Linked DNA regions of Ovis aries: region 1 is linked to region 2. A link is a contact called in public Hi-C data. All regions are on one chromosome and are shown on one strand. Each heading gives the region's core, a stretch centred on a gene start, on an enhancer-like site or on the middle of the called end of the contact. The rest is flanking DNA. Distances are from core to core; before and after follow the strand shown.

Region 1 (4,777 bases), core at 419-2,918, 66 kb before region 2:
GTAACCAGCAGTGTCAGATATGGGATTTGAACCGAGGTACATCTGCCTCCAAAGCTCATGCTCTTAATCCCTATAGTATTAATGCCTGGCATGGAGGAGGTACTCAATAAATATTCACTTAATGAAGGAATTCACACAGCTGCCTCTTTGTGGAAAGTTTTCTCTCTCCATCTCTACCTGGGCCCATTGTTCAAGGCCCAGCTCAAATGAAGACTTGCGCTCAACCGAAGTACCCTGTTCTCATTGCTATGGGGAAAACAGGAGGAATAGTGCTGGGATGAGGACGTATGAGCAGCTAGGATGGGCCAGCTAGGTGGAGCCAGAGGAAAGACTCAGTTTTGCAAAGATTCCCCCCACCCCAAGTCTGTGCACTGGATTTGACATTGCTACAATGACTGGATACATCCATGACAACAAAGCAACTCACACTGTACTCTGATTACTCAGAACAGTGACTTCCAATCACTTGGCAACTGTCAGGGGAAGAGGATTGGAAGCCATTTCAGGGCAACGGACTGGGAGGAAAATGAGACAAAATGGCTGCCACTGACCAATGGCACATGCTCAGAAAGGGGGAGGAGAGAGGGAAGTGAGAGGAGTTCATTGAGTTAAGAATTACTGCCCCAAGGGTTTTAGGGTCTTTAAGCCCCTGGGGATTTAGGGATTTGTAATTCTATGCTGCATAATACCCTAAAACCAAAGATATTGGGATTCCAAAGATTTTAAACTCCTACTACCTATGGTACAAGGACTTGAGCAATTTTTGAGCTATGAAATGCTCAAATGAAATGAAATGCTGGGAGCCTAGGACCCAAAACAAGGATTTTAATCAGAACACTGAACATGTTAAAAATACTAATCCCTCTTCAACTTCAAATCAACCTTGGTTTAACTCTTGGGATAGTGGTTTCAAATAGTCTTTCACACCATCTAGTGACCTCTGATAGTACCTCACAAAAATGGGGTGAAGAGAGTTTGTTTACATAGAGAGGACACCAAAGTAGGAATCTTGTGTCTCCCATTATAACTCCCAGGGCAGCTCCATCTTTGTCTGGCTTGTATGTTGGCCCTCTGCATTCAATTCAAAAGAAGGGTGTTCCTGCTGAAGCTCAGAAAATAAGTTGAAGCCACATTTGGCCTCTGTTTCCTTTTGTTTGTTTGCTTAATGGGGGACAAACAATACATCCTGTGATTGGCAAACCATCAAATGGTGCCAGGGAGATCAGGTGGAGATGGCTGATAAATCGATCTTTAGTTGAATAAATCCAGTCATTAGCTGACTCTAGCCAACTAGCTGATATCTATCATAAAATTAATAATAACCACTGCTACAACTATAATTACTATGAATACCACTACTTATTGTGTGCTTTTACTATGTGCCAGAAGTTGTGCTAAGTACTTTACATATATTATCTCACTGAATCCTTACAACAACCCTGAGAGGAAGTATCATGACTTTTCCCATTTTACAGATAAGGAGACTGGGGTTCAGAGTGGATAAGTAACTAGCCCAAGGTTATACAGCTAGAAGACTGGTAAATTCCACTTTACCTACAAGCAGAAACAGAATGGCCTAAAAGAATTAACGTGATCAAAGGTCAACTGCCTGGCAGCCTTAATTAAAGAATGAAGTTAAATTTTGACCAATAGATGGCACCAGTGTGTGTTTGGTGGGCTGCTCAAGGCTGTGTCCAATTAAGGGAAGTCCCAGTGAGGGCTCAGAACTGAAGCAACCTGTCTTAAGTTGAGAGAGGAGAGAAAGAAAGATGGGCAGTGTTCTGCTCCTGAATCAGATAATGCTACCTTGTCCTGTCTGTAGCTCAGCAAAGACATGCGAAGCCAGCAAGTGAGGGGATGGAGGTGGTTCTACTAAGAACTGTTTTAAAAAGATCTGCAAATCTTTTTCCTTCAACGTTTCCTGGGCACCTCTCTTGTGCCAGACAGTGTGCTGTGCAAACAAGTCACAGCTCCATCTTACTGCAAAGAAGAGAGGTAGATGCTATGGTAGAAGGGTGAGGTACTGAATGATGGGGGCACCCAGCCTGGGCTTGGAAGTCTGGGGAGACTTCTCACAGGAGAGGTGTCTGAGCTAGTCCTGTTGGATGCATGGGAGCTTATCAGACAAAAGTGAAAAAAAAAAAAATTCCAGACAGCATTAAAGCCACAGAGGGATTATAATCCATGACACATTCAAAGACAGGAAGCATGAGCTTCAAGTGTTGAGAGACAAGTCTAAAGAGACAAGCAGGAACCAGGCAATTGAACAGCCTAGAATATCAAGTTGAGGACTTGATTTGTGAGTGTCTGAGTAGAGAACGGAGAAGGCGATGGCACCCCACTCCAGTACTCTTGCCTGGAAAATCCCATGGATGCAGGAGCCTGGTGGGCTGCAGTCCATGGGGTCGCGAAGAGTTGGACGCGACTGAGCGACTTCCCTTTCACTTTTCACTTTCATGCATTGGAGAAGGAAATGGCAACCCACTCCAGTGTTCTTGCCTGGAGAATTCCAGGGACGGGGAAGCCTGGTGGGTTGCCATCTATGGGGTCACACAGAGTTGGACACGACTGAAGTGACTTAGCAGCAGCAGCAGCAGAGTAGAGAAGCTATAGATTCCCAGAAAGATCTGCGACTTAAAAAACAAAGTCCAACTATTGCTGAGGCAATGAAAAGCTGTGGTAGGGCAAAGCAGGGGGCACAGCATGGTCTGATCTAGTGGCCTGTAGGCTTCCCAGGAGCACTAGTGGTAAAGAATCCTCTTGCCAATGCAGGAGATGTAGAGACAAGGGTTTGCTCCCTTAGAGAAGGGCATGGCAACCTACTCCACTATTCTTGCCTGGAGAATCCCTTGGACGGAGGAGCCTGGTGGGCTACAGTCCATAGGGTCACACAGAGTCAGACACAACGGAAGCAACTTAGCACACATGCACACACATAGAGGATGAATTGCAGCAGGACATGCTGGAGGCAAGAAAATGACTCAAAGGCTGTTTGGGACACGGGTGGGTCCGAGGAGCTGAGCTATGGACGATACAAAGGGACTTGAGAAGGTAACATTGGTAGGACTTGGGCGCCTCTCAAGGCCCCTCCCCACACGCACAGGCTCATCATCAAGGCTCCGCTGATGCTGCACCTCTCACCTTCCCCCACCTCCAGCTCTGCTTCTGACTTTTAAGCTGCCCTCTGAGGTCCTTTTTGTTCCCTTTCCAAGCTGTCTTTAAGGTTTAATCAAACCTGATTGCACAAGTTGACCAAGAAGGCCTGGCCCCCTGTTAGGCCTCCCGTGGTACATCCCTGTGAAGAAAGATCTGTCAATTGACCTCAGGTAGAGCAATGGATTGGCCTTGAGCTGGTTTCTGACCCTGTGCCCATGACTTCAAAACATGGGCAGAGTTCAGTTAAGAAATCAGTCCAGTTCCAGGAAAAAAGGTAAACATCATCTAGTTTATTTTTCTCCTGATTCGTCTCATGCCAAAATACAGACCCCAGTAGATAACAACCGAAAGGGAAGAGGTCCCCAAAGTAGACTGATGTTTTAGATGTCCCCTCTCCTTCCTGCAAGGTCCGTCAGAAAGGCACCCCAACTGGTGTTAGTATTGCATCCGTGGAGGTGAAGCCAGAAGTCAGGCTTACCACAGGAAGACAGGACTTCATGGCCATCTGAGTGGTTGGGGAGTCAGAGCCCTGAAGAGTGACTGTTCTCTGCATAGGCATGCTTCATCCTCATCTGCTCCCTGGGGGGCTCAGAAAGCAAATTTTCCTTCCCCTAGAGTTCCTAGGACCCTCTCGTTGGCAACACAACAGCAATCCAATAAGATGCCAGAGGGCTGGGCTCACAGACCTGTTGGGTGTAGCCAGGGTGAGCTGGTAACTTGAGGACCCAACTTTCAATCCAGAGAACTGTTCCTGGGGATTCCTGGCTAATCAATGCCCTGAAACATTGCCAGGCATAATGAACCCCATCAGACTGACTGGTTCAGTTGGGACAGGTCAGGGGCAGGGAGGGAGAATGAGCTGTGGCCCTGTGTGGTGCTGACCCTGGTACCTTCACACACCCTTCTGGCCCCTTTCCATCTGCTTCCTCTTTCTCCTCCTCTTCTCTCTCCTCCACTTCCTCCTCGTCCTCGCTGGTTGAGTCCTCATAGACGTTGATGGTTGCCTGGACAGGGAAGTTCTGCAGTAACATCTCCCCATCACTGTACAGGTAGTCAAAGGAGCAGGATTTAGGCCAAAAGAGTCTGTGGACAGAGAAGAAATATGGCCCCAACTTGCATAGGCTGCCATGTGCAGAAGGGTCAGTAGGACCAAGAAGGAAGCCAGCCCCTAAACTCCTTCTAGTTGCAGTAATGGGGTGAGATGGAAAAAGAAGAAAGGGAGCTTTGTAGCAGAACCTTCTGGAATGTTACAAAATGGCTCCATGCAGGAAGGTCATGTCTGGTGGGCCTATAGCTGTGAAGAGACCCAGGCCTGGCATATTTCAATCCTGCAACTGATCCCACTCCCTACTCCCCACCCCAGAAGGCCTGCAGCCAAGAATTTTCTAGCCCCGTGTCCTCCATCTCCTACTAAGGCTTTCTTCACTGATCTCTCCACAGGGGCTTGTTCTTAGCGGTCAATGACAGTGACTCCAGGGAAGGCAACCTGGGCCAAGTCCCTTAACTTCTCTGAGCTTCCATTTCCTTATCTGTGAAAGAGTGATCATAGCAGTACCTCCCTCCTCCTGCCTCATAGTGCTGTTGTGAGGATTTAAAAGGCTAATAGATCTACATCAGGCTC
Region 2 (5,283 bases), core at 2,525-5,024:
ATTAGAGATATGAAGGGAACATTTCATGCAAAGATGGGCTCAATAAAGGACAAAAATGGTATGGACCTAACAGAAGCAGAAGATATTAAGAAGAGGTGGCAAGAATACACAGAAGAACTGTAGAAAAAAGATCTTCATGGGATAATCACGATGGTGTGATCACTCAGCTAGAGCCAGACATCCTGGAATGTGAAGTCAAGTGGGTCTTAGAAAGCATCACTATGAACAAAGCTAGTGGAGGTGATGGAACTCCAGTGGAGCTATTCCAAATCCCGAAAGATGCTGCTGTTAAAGTGCTACACTCAATATGCCAGCAAATTTGGAAAACTCAGCAGTGGCCACAGGACTGGGAAAGGTCAGTTTTCATTCCAATCCCAAAGAAAGATAATGCCAAAGAATGCTCAAACTACCACACAGTTGCACTCATCTCACATTCTAGTAAAGTAATGCTCAAAATTCTCCAAGCCAGGCTTCAGCAATACGTGAATCGTGAACTTCCTGATGTTCAAGCTGGTTTTAAAAAAGGCAGAGGAACCAGAGATCAAATTGCCAACATCCGCTGGATCATGGAAAAAGCAAGAGAGTTCCAGAAAAACATTTATTTCTGCTTTATTGACTATGCCAAAGCCTTTGACTGTGTAGATCACAATAAACTGTGGAAAATTCTGAAAGAGATGGGAATACCAGACCACCTGACCTGCCTCTTGAGAAATCTGTATGCAGGTCAGGAAGCAACAGTTAGAACTGGACATGGAACAACAGATTAGTTCCAAATAGGAAAAGGAGTGCGTCAAGGCTGTATGTTGTCACCCTGCTTATTTAACTTATATGCAGAGTACCTCATGAGAAATGCTGGACTGGAAGAAACACAAGCTGGAATCAAGACTGCCGGGAGAAATATCAATAACCTCAGATATGCAGATGACACCACCCTTATGGCAGAAAGTGAAGAGGAACTAAAGAGCCTCTTGATGAAAGTGAAAGAGGAGAGTGAAAAAGTTGGCTTAAAGCTCAACATTCAGAAAACGAAAATCATGGCATCTGGTCCCATCACTTCATGGGAAATAGATGGGGAAACAGTGGAAACAGTGTCAGTCTTTATTTTTTGGGGCTCCAAAATCACTGCAGATGGTGACTGCAGCCATGAAATTAAAAGATGCTTACTCCTTGGAAGAAAAGTTATGACCAACCTAGATAGCATATTCAAAAGCAGAGACATTACTTTGCCGACTAAGGTCCCTCTAGTCAAGGCTATGGTTTTTCCAGTAGTCATGTGTGGATATGAGAGTTGGACTGTGAAGAAGGCTGAGTGCTGAAGAATTGATGCTCTTGAACTGTGGTATTGGAGAAGACTCTTGAGAGTCCCTTGGACTGCAAGGAGATCCAACCAGTCCATTCTAAAGGAGATCAGCCCTGGGATTTCTTTGGAAGGACTCATGCTAAAGCTGAAACTCCAGTACTTTGGCCACCTCATGCGAAGAGTTGACTCATTGGAAAAGACTCTGATGCTTGGAGGGATTGGGGGCAGGAGGAGAAGGGGACGACAGAGGATGAGATGGCTGGATGGCATCACTGACTCGATGGATGTGAGTCTGAGTGAACTCCGGGGGTTGGTGATGGACAGGGAGGCCTGGCGTGCTGCGATTCATGGGGTCCCAAAGAGTCGGACACGACTGAGCAACTGAACTGAAAAGGAGTTCTTCATCTGTCAGGCCTTCCTCTCTCCCTAAGCAGAACCTTTGTGCCACTGTGCAGGGTTGACAGCAGGGACAGTGGCCCGATATCTTAGAGTGAAACCTTTTCTTTACAAATGGGTGCTGGGACGGTTTTTGGCTTGCTCCTTCAGGCATGAACCTCTGCCCTATAAGCAAGCTGGGGGTGGAGCAACAGGAGTCTAGGCTTGTCAGCATGCTGTCCCTCGGTGACTGCTGCTACCTGTGGATGGGCGAAGAGAAAGCTGGGTGGGAGAATAAAGGCCCAGTGCTCTTGAGTCTGCTTGGAACAGAACAAGACAGACCTGGAGGATATAAGAAATGTCAGAGGCCTGCACCTCCCAGGTGAAACCATAGCTCTAGGCTAGGAGCTAGGGAGAGAGGAAGCCCCCAATTTCTTGACCACACCCCCCCGGATTAGAGCTTCCTGAATCGTTTTCATAAAAGAAAACTTAGAGGGAGATGAGAGCAGGTTAAATGCCCACCTTTCACTGTACTTTCTGAGATTTAAGAGATTTTCTTGAACAAATGTCTCTGTACTTGCTGTGTGCCCCTAGGACAATTTCCAGGAACTAAGAATGATTGCTTTGCTTTGTTTAATAATTTTTTTCCAGTTAAATGGTTACTTGTTGGTAAAAGAGTTCATTACACTACTCATTTTGCTATTCTGGAACTCTTTCTCAAAGATCGTATTTTAAAATGTTAATACTGACCCTTGAATCAATTTTATTCATTTGCAAAATTGTTTTTCTGTTTCTACCTTGTGTCTGTTGTTTCAAATATTCCTTTAAATATATTAGGATATCTTTCCTCCTCTCTTTTCACCATTATAACGTATTTTGAATTTTTTCTGGCTATCCTTTTAATATATGAAATAATTAGCCTTTGATATATAGTTTACTCAGAGTAACCGAGGTAGCGTTAGTGGTAAATAACCTGCCTGCCAATGCAGGAGATGTAAGAGATAAGGGTTTGATCCCTGGGTCAGGAAGATCCCTTGGACAAGGAAATGGCAACCCACTCCAGTATTCTTGCCTGGAAAATCCCATAGACAGAGGAGTCTGATGGGCTACAGTCTATGGGGTTGCAAAGAGTCAGACACGGCTGAAGCAACTTAACCACGCAGTATAGCTTACTCAGAGGTTCTCTAAATATCTAAATAAATTACAGGCTGTAATTCTCATCTTTGTCTATATGTTCATGGCTACTTTAGACCTTAGTTTATATCACTCATATGAAACCTATCATGTATCCGGGGTGCTTACATATGTAACTTGGAGTACCATAAGCTCCTTCATCTTAGATGCCATCAGTGCCTTAGAATACTGCTTTCATATAGTAAGGACTCAAATATATGTAGAATGAATGAACAGAAAGGGGACTATTTCCTTTAAGCTGTCTTGCCCTAAAAGGTTATGCTTGTTTATATCCTAGCTGAACTTACTCTTTTTTGCAGGTTTTCCCCTATCTTTGCTAGATTCGTGAAGACTCACAAAGCTGTTTCCAATGACACCTCTGGAACACCTTGTAGGTCTTATAACCTACTCCACTAGAAAATTTTAAAACACTCTTGGATAGTGTAGGCTTTATTTTATCTAGAATTAAAGAGCTGTACTACATGACCCAAGGACCCTTATCAGCTTTAGGTTTTGATAGCAAGGGAGATCTTCGTTAACTCTTGACTAAACCTATTATTCCCTTTACACAGTTTTATAAGAAAACCTTGCATATTTTATTAGACTCTTGAGCATCTAATTTTCCTCTATAAAAAAGGTAGACTATTTCCAATCAATCTGAATCCCCCTATACGCGTAGCTTGAAATGACAGAATCATCATTTACTGACCTTACATAAAACATGACATTAGCAGTATCAATTATCACATATCTCTTGAAGAAATATTATTCTCAAATTAAAATTACACATAAATATTCAAGAGTATTTTACCTGAACTCTAGAGCTAAAACTCAACTCTGGATAGCGGAGTTCCACAATGACTCATACAGAGATCCTAATTAAGACTGATGAAGTATGCCACCCAATGGATGTACTGTCATACTGCACTCATAAAATACACACATAACAGAGGTTAGCATTTGTTATCTCCTTCAGGTTACCAAAATCCACTGGACAGTATCAACAGAAACACTGAAGAGAAAGCAAAGGGGGTCACAGCAGGGAAAGGACAGCTTTCAAGAGCAGTGACATCTTAATACTCCAGTATCAATTTTGATGCATGACTATCTCAAGGAGATCAATGTAGAGAGCTAACAACGTGCTTAACAAAACCACAACACTTTTATCTATACCCCTCCCAACCTAAAATGGGAGTTGATTAACTGTGGATGAAACAGTAGAATTAAGACCAAATCCCTGAGACCAACAAGGATATGTTCCTTAATCCTTTGCTGCATGGTTCTATCTTAGAAATAGCTCCTTCAATATGACTGAATTCAACTATCAGTTTCTGCACAGCTATTCTCTTCCAACTATTCTTGATGCTTTTGTATAGATTCTCATTTACTTCCTTTAGAGTTCTATTTCTTTTTCTCCTAATAGCCTACCTCCTCTTGAGACTCTTTGTTCATGCTCAGGGGGATGTGAGGTTCTTTCAATATCTAGGGGGCTTAATTGTGGAAGACCAGGGGACTTGCACATATAAAGAGATGTTTGTCTGGGTGAAAGCTGAAAAGACCTACTTAAGCAGCAAGAAAGAGGGAAAGAAATCAATAACATTGGTAGAGGTGGGGGCAGGAGTAATTTCCCCCTATTATATATCCCGTTGCGTTTTTCCTACCGTATGTTAAGAAGATATCCAAACTGAAAAGGGTTCATAAAAATTTCACAATCTACTATGTAACAGTCATATTATTGTGGACTCTAGAAGTTTCTACCACTAGAGAGCAACTCTGTACCTTCCCCATGGCTTGGCCCTGCCAGAAGTGAGAAACACAGTAGCAAGGAGAAAGCAAGTCATAATCAGCAGTCCTGAGTTCTAGTCTCATGACAGCACACAGGCAGTCATACCTTTTAGTGCTTCAAATATTCCTGATATTTAAGAAAATTTCTGTTATAAAGATTGCTGTGTGTGCTTAGTTGCTCAGTCATGTCCAACTCTTTGCAACCTTATGGACTGTAGCCTGTCAGGCTCCTCTGTCCATGGGGATCTTCCAGGCAAGAATACTAGAGTGGGTTGCCATGCCCTTCTTCAGCGGATCTTCCCAACTCAGGGATCGAACCCAGGTCTCCCACATTGCAGGCAGATTCTTTACCACTGGTGGCGACTCTAAGCCACCAGGGAATAACAAAATAATATTGCTGTGGTGCTAAACGATGAACAAGTAAATTCTAAGACTAAACTTACACGAAAAATTTACCCTAGGAAACAATGGACTACAAAGCTCACTTAATGGCACAAACTTCTAATACTTATTTTTATATGTGGCCAACAATGGCAACCCACGCCAGTACTCTTGCCTGGAAAATCCCAGGGACGGAGGAGCCTGGTAGGCTGCAGTCCATGGAGTCGCAAAGAGTTGGATACGACTGAGCGACTTCACTTTCACTTTTC

Evidence for each region. Hi-C and Micro-C count contacts between places; a contact is called where the count stands out from the background.
Region 1: a contact with region 2 is called in a Hi-C map of liver, with 4 times the contacts expected there. The contact joins two enhancer-like sites. A contact is called at or near these places in 3 of 16 Hi-C or Micro-C datasets (liver, muscle and tail adipose tissue).

What each region holds. Positions count from the first base shown.
Region 1 is chrX:128,444,267-128,449,043 of ARS-UI_Ramb_v3.0, reverse strand. It overlaps RIPPLY1 (ripply transcriptional repressor 1), which reads right to left. Exons shown (of 6, transcript XM_060408107.1): 6 at 3,427-4,239. The coding sequence ends at 3,978. Among named protein-coding and RNA genes, the nearest start is that of RIPPLY1, 8.8 kb to the right of the region's middle. Within about 2 kb of position 1,668, at least 3 of the 54 cell types and tissues checked have an H3K27ac peak or open chromatin away from gene starts, as enhancers often do. A contact at or near this core is called in liver, where this site is marked.
Region 2 is chrX:128,379,647-128,384,929 of ARS-UI_Ramb_v3.0, reverse strand. All of the region lies in intron 14 of MORC4 (MORC family CW-type zinc finger 4), which reads right to left. Among named protein-coding and RNA genes, the nearest start is that of CLDN2, 32 kb to the left of the region's middle. Within about 2 kb of position 3,774, at least 1 of the 54 cell types and tissues checked has an H3K27ac peak or open chromatin away from gene starts, as enhancers often do. A contact at or near this core is called in liver, where this site is marked.